Regions from separate parts of the Capra hircus genome. Here region 2 is linked to region 1. A link is a contact called in public Hi-C data. All regions are on one chromosome and are shown on one strand. The core of a region is the stretch at or near the end of the contact, and the rest is flanking DNA. Distances in the headings are between cores, read along the strand shown.

What was found. Hi-C and Micro-C count contacts between places; a contact is called where the count stands out from the background.
Region 2: a Hi-C map of blood shows a contact between it and region 1, with 2.5 times the contacts expected there. The contact joins two enhancer-like sites. A contact is called at or near these places in 4 of 5 Hi-C or Micro-C datasets (blood and liver).

What each region holds. Positions count from the first base shown.
Region 1 is chr8:48,321,982-48,324,681 of ARS1.2, reverse strand. All of the region lies in intron 2 of LOC102170604 (a long non-coding RNA gene), which reads left to right. Among named protein-coding and RNA genes, the nearest start is that of ZFAND5, 81 kb to the left of the region's middle. Within about 2 kb of position 1,286, at least 1 of the 5 cell types and tissues checked has an H3K27ac peak or open chromatin away from gene starts, as enhancers often do.
Region 2 is chr8:48,599,677-48,602,376 of ARS1.2, reverse strand. No RefSeq gene overlaps it. Among named protein-coding and RNA genes, the nearest start is that of TMC1, 55 kb to the left of the region's middle. Within about 2 kb of position 1,331, at least 3 of the 5 cell types and tissues checked have an H3K27ac peak or open chromatin away from gene starts, as enhancers often do.

The DNA.
Region 1 (2,700 bases), core at 37-2,536:
CATGGAGGCATTTTGAAGAGGCTTGGAACTAAAATCAGTCAGCTAAGCTGCTCTTGGATTCCTAATCCATAGAAAGTATGTGGCATAATACATGTTCATTATCGTTTTAAACTTTTAGCTAATTTGTTACGCACCAGTAGTTAACTAAAACAGGATAAGGAAGGGCAATTCTGGATACCAGAGAGATATCTGAGAGCAGAAGGACCAGTCCTGACCCTGCCGCATGGTGGCTATTCATCAGTCCACATCTTGACATACTGGAAATTTGACCTTACCCGGTGGGACCTGTGGGGCCAGCCATATGCAGTAATATTGAATGGAGACCCTGGTGAGTTCAAGACAAAATAGAGAAGTAGAGCAAGTTTATTTCCAAAACTCTTTTTAGAGTTTTCCTACTGCTTTATAACTCCTCCAAGATCCCCATCTTGACTCTTCAGCTTACTGTCTCCTGTTCCATCACTGCTTCTTCTTTCTTTATCTAGTTTTATAAATTACACCAAGTCAACATATATTGAGAGTTTGTAATGTGCAAGGACCTTAAATATGAACAAACTACTATCCTTCTGCTAACAGAAACTTCCTTTTATAGACTTATTTATGTTGGAAACATATTCATTTGCTTCTAACATCGGTGTTAGTCTCTCGGTTGGGTCCGACTCTTTGCAATCCCATGGACTGTAGCCTATCAGGCTCCTCTGTCTAAGGAATTCTCCAGGTAAGAATACTGGAGTGGGTTGCCATTCCCTTCTCCAGGAGATCTTCCTGACCCAGGGATCAAACCCGGGTTTTCTGCATTGCAAGCAGATTTTTTTGTTTGTTTTTTTAACCATCTGAGCCCCCAGGGAAGCCCTCTAATGTCAAAGTGGAGGTTAAATTGCAGAGTCTGATTCAGCAAGTCTGGGATGGAGCCTGAGATTCTGCATTTCCAGGGAGCTTGTATGTCAGGCTGCTGATCCTGGGACCACACTCTAAACACAAGGCTTTAAAAACTCTGCAAGTATAGGGATGGCAGATAGTGCAGCATGCCCAGCAAATGCATGAACTCTCATGGCAGAGGGACACTCACTGCCTGCAAAGCAAACCATGTGTACTGCTCTGGCTCAACTTACATCCAAGTTCTGTCATAATCACCGTGAATGAAACATGAGAGCGAGACTGTGATGGCAGAAGTCAAAATTTTAACTCCTTTTCTTATTATAGCCCACTAAGATCTCCCTGGCCTAATCTTAAGCTGCACACACTTTCTTAAACCTGACGTGGTAGCAGTACGCTACTACACCGGATCCTGTAGGAGTAAAGGCCCTTGGGCGCCCTCTAGAGGCTTATAGTAATAGGGGCAAAGAGAACAGATGGTAATTGAAAGCGAAGCCTGAAATAGAGAGGGCTTGTTTAACCTACAGCGAGAGGAGCGGGTGTCAATATACTCTATAGCCTTTTAGATCAGCAGTTCTCAAAGTGCAGCCTGGCGACCCCAAAGGGGTCCACAAAATTAAAACTATTTTTATACAGATTTTCTTTTTTACTCTTTCTATAGAGAGGCTTCCAGGGGCCACATGATTAAATCTCATCAGAATGAATACAGAAGCAGATTTGAGAATCTTACTGTATTCTATTAAGCTAGGCATTAAAAAGACCTGCAAGTGTGTAAGACAGTGCTTCTCTTCTAAATTTTTTACTTTTAAAAGTACAGCTATTTTTTATAAAAGTGTTATTTATGTTAACATATAATAGGCTTGGGCTTCCCAGGTGGTGCTAGTGGTAAAGAACCCACCTGCCAATGCAGGAGACACGGGTTTGATCCCTGGGTCAGGAAGATCCACTGGATCAGGAAATGGCAACCAACTCCAGTATTCTTACCTGGAGAATCCCATGGACAGAGGAGCTTGGCAGGCTACAGTCCATAGCGTCTCTCAAAGAGTCAGATATGAATGAAGTGACTTAGTGCACATAATGGGCTTATTGCTGCTGTTATTTTTAAGTAACTTAACACATAAAATGTTTATATTCTGGTTTCTAACACAACAAATTTCTACAGATATAATCCACATAAACAAGAACACTTCAGGGGGCCCAATAATTTTGAAGAATGATAGGGTTCTAAGGTTTAAAAGTTTAAGAATCAATGCTTTCAGCCTTGGCTGCATATTGAAGTCAACCTAGGAACCTGGAGAAAATACTGATGCCTGGGTTCCATGCCCAGAGATCCTTATGTAATTGGTCTGGTGTGCAGCCAGGCCATGAGATTTCTAAAAGCTTTCAGACCATTTTAATGAGCAGCCAAGGTTGAGAACCACTGCTCTGGGCAAAAGGCTTTTTATTGGATGTCAAAACAAACACCCGGCCATGGGGCAAATAACAGGAAAGCAAATACAATTCTTAACAGAGAGTATGGAGAGAAAAGAAACAAGTTGCTCTATCACATTATCCCCAAAAGTACAACAGGACAAGGGAGATATTTGGTACCTCTAGCAATCAGACAAAGAGCTTTTTTCTTGCCAAGAATAGGACAAAGGAGAATACATTAACATGTGACCAGGTGAAGCTCTGAGCAGCTTTGGGAGACATAAAGTAATAAAATCTATCCACAGAGCATCCCCGAAGAATAGGGAGCAAACCAAAGAAGTCATCAGGATAACTATTCTGATTCCGAAGAAGTCAGGTAACAGCCGCGGGAGTGGAGATCAAGGGCTTCCTTGTGGG
Region 2 (2,700 bases), core at 82-2,581, 280 kb before region 1:
GCCTAAATATATGTGTGGTTAAAACCCCTCACTTTGGAGAAAGATTTGGTTCTGTAGTCAGATGGAATATGTTGATTTTTCAAAGTGAATTGGTAGAGTGAAGTATAAAGAAAAGGGAAAATTCCAGAAGCCCTGCACCCTCGAACAGGAGTCCCCAGTTCGTGCTACTCTCCTCAAATCAATTCCAGTGGTGAAAAGTGGAAAGCTAGCCACCAACAGGAACTATGATGGGTTAATTTTCTATTCTGCGATGCCTTGCTCATTCCATTCCTTTTGTATGCCCTGGGGCACTGCCAAAGTGTTTCTCAGAAGGCTAGGCTTAAAAGACTGCAGGTGATGTGGTTTCAATGATAAATATGAAAAATGACATGTAATATTAACTCATTCTTGACTATGCCCAGAGCACATTAGTATATTTTATACTTCAAGAAAAGTTCCCTCATTGGAAATCCTTATTTCAATCAATTTGTTGGTAGCATCCCTCCTGTCAGTGACTCCTGGGAACATTAGCAGGAAACACCGCCCTGCGGCAAAGTCTGCCATAGGGCAGACTCTGCTTGCCCCACAGCCAAGATCTGGAACTGAAAGCGGCACTCTCTAAATGCAAAGTTGTTCAGACTCCAAAACACTGCTTGTTTGAAAGAAAACTTCTCTTGGCTTTCAGATTCACCACCTGCAAAAAGGGAGGGGTAAGAACATCACCTGTTTTGTCGATTGCCTTTCATCACTGGAGAGATTAATAAGCAAATATATATTTAATAACATGAACACACCTGCACAGCATTCTCCACCCCCTCGTAGACAGATATACACACATACAACAGATACGCACATTCACAATAAGAACAGGGGAGAGAGAAATCCTTAGTGTTAAAGAAAAAAAATGACATAAAGTCCTTGAAAAAAAGTACAGGAAGTGAAGATGAAAACAGCCTGCTGGCTGGGTGTAGGTCCATAATGCAGTTGGCTTGTTTTCCAGCAAGCTAATACTCCCCTCCCTTGAAACTCCAGCTTGTAAATATATTTATAGCCACTCAGACATAATATGCCAGATACTAAAAAAATCCACTTAGTCATTGTTCCTGGTGAACCAGTTTTGCAAGAGTTAACCTAATCTCTTGCATAAAGCTGAAAAGAGTTTGCCAAAAGCTTTAGCAAGGAAGAGTCATGCTCCTTGCCTAAAAGCTGGCTGATCTCAATCAGGCTGCAACAGAAACTAAGCTATTTTTTATTTACGGAATGAACTGTTTCTGCTTTGGCTGGAAATGGAGGCATTATGGGTGTTCTGGCGAGAACCTGTGTTAATTGACGCTTCTCCTTGTTATGCAATCCTAGTGAGTGCCCTGAGAACTGGCTTCTTGTTCCTCTGCTTCACCCTTCCCTGGGGCCCAAGCACAATAGTCTGCTAAATTGAGCATTTCTAAATCAGTTGTGTCAGCTAGTCTTATCAATTATCAGATTGATCAAAACATTTTAAAACAATCTAAATTTTGCTTCCTGAGGTGGCAAACTACCTGAAGGCAGGAATAATGGCAGCTCCAGAATTTCTAAGAGGAGAGAAATGGACAGAGATGTTACTGGAAAAGGAACAGTTGGAGGCTGTTCCCCAGGGACTTGACTAGAAACAGTTGTACAATAAGCACATGTACCCTTATAATATATGCTATACATCAATAAAAAACAAGTTTTTCTGAGGATAATTTTGGTAAGATTGAGAAAAATCCCAGTTGCCCATATTATGTATTAAGAATGCCAAGGCTGGTGAGTGGAACATGTTCCAGGAAACAGAAGTTGGGGATGCAGGAAGGGGCTGAGCAAACCCATCAAATTATCCCGTGGTGCTGGGCAGGAAATGGAAGTGATTCACCCTGATACCCCTGCTCTCAGCATGGTAATTGGCAGAAGCGCTAGTTTGGTACATGTCTGCTGAGGCAAAGCGGCACTGAGCATTTGAAGAAGAGGAAGGAATGATCAGCAGAGATAGAGGAGGGAAGGGAAAGAACAGAAGGAAGAAGGTCTAGAGAAAGAGGTCAAAAAGGAAAAAAAAGGGAAAGGAAAAGAGGAGCAGGAGGAGACAAGGCAGAGGGAAGAGAGAAAGAAAAAACCATGGCACATTCGGATGAGATTATCCGAGATATCACGGGCCTCCTCAGAGTTCAAGCGTATTTTTCCCCTCTTGGCCAACTGTATTATAGTTGTCAGAGCTCACCATGACCACAGTTCTTGTTCTATGATGCTGGACTTTTTCATCTGAGCTGCTTTCTAGAAGCAATTTCATACAGTTTACTTTGACATCTTAATGGAGATTATACCACAGGGCTCCTTCTCAGTGGCGCCATCTCTTTAGAAACAGAGGAAACCTGCTTTTCACTGACTTTACCACAGAAAACATTCTCCTGGTGTCTTCCCTAGCAGGTTCTTCTTGTACTTCCAGATGCTTGTCTGGCTGTTGGGAGGATATGTGTGAGCCCAGTTTTAATCACTCCAGCTCTCTTACCTGACTCAGAGATACCAACCAGAAACTAATGCTTGACAGCTCTGTCCAGAGAAGAAAAACTTCCCAAGTCCCAGATTATGAAGTAACAAGATGAGCAGTATAGAACAGACCAGAGAGAGAAAAAAAGAGAGAGAGAGAGACCAGAGCAAGGAGCCAGGGCCACCCTGAAGGCTGTGACCCTGTACCCTTCTGGTATAAGGCTC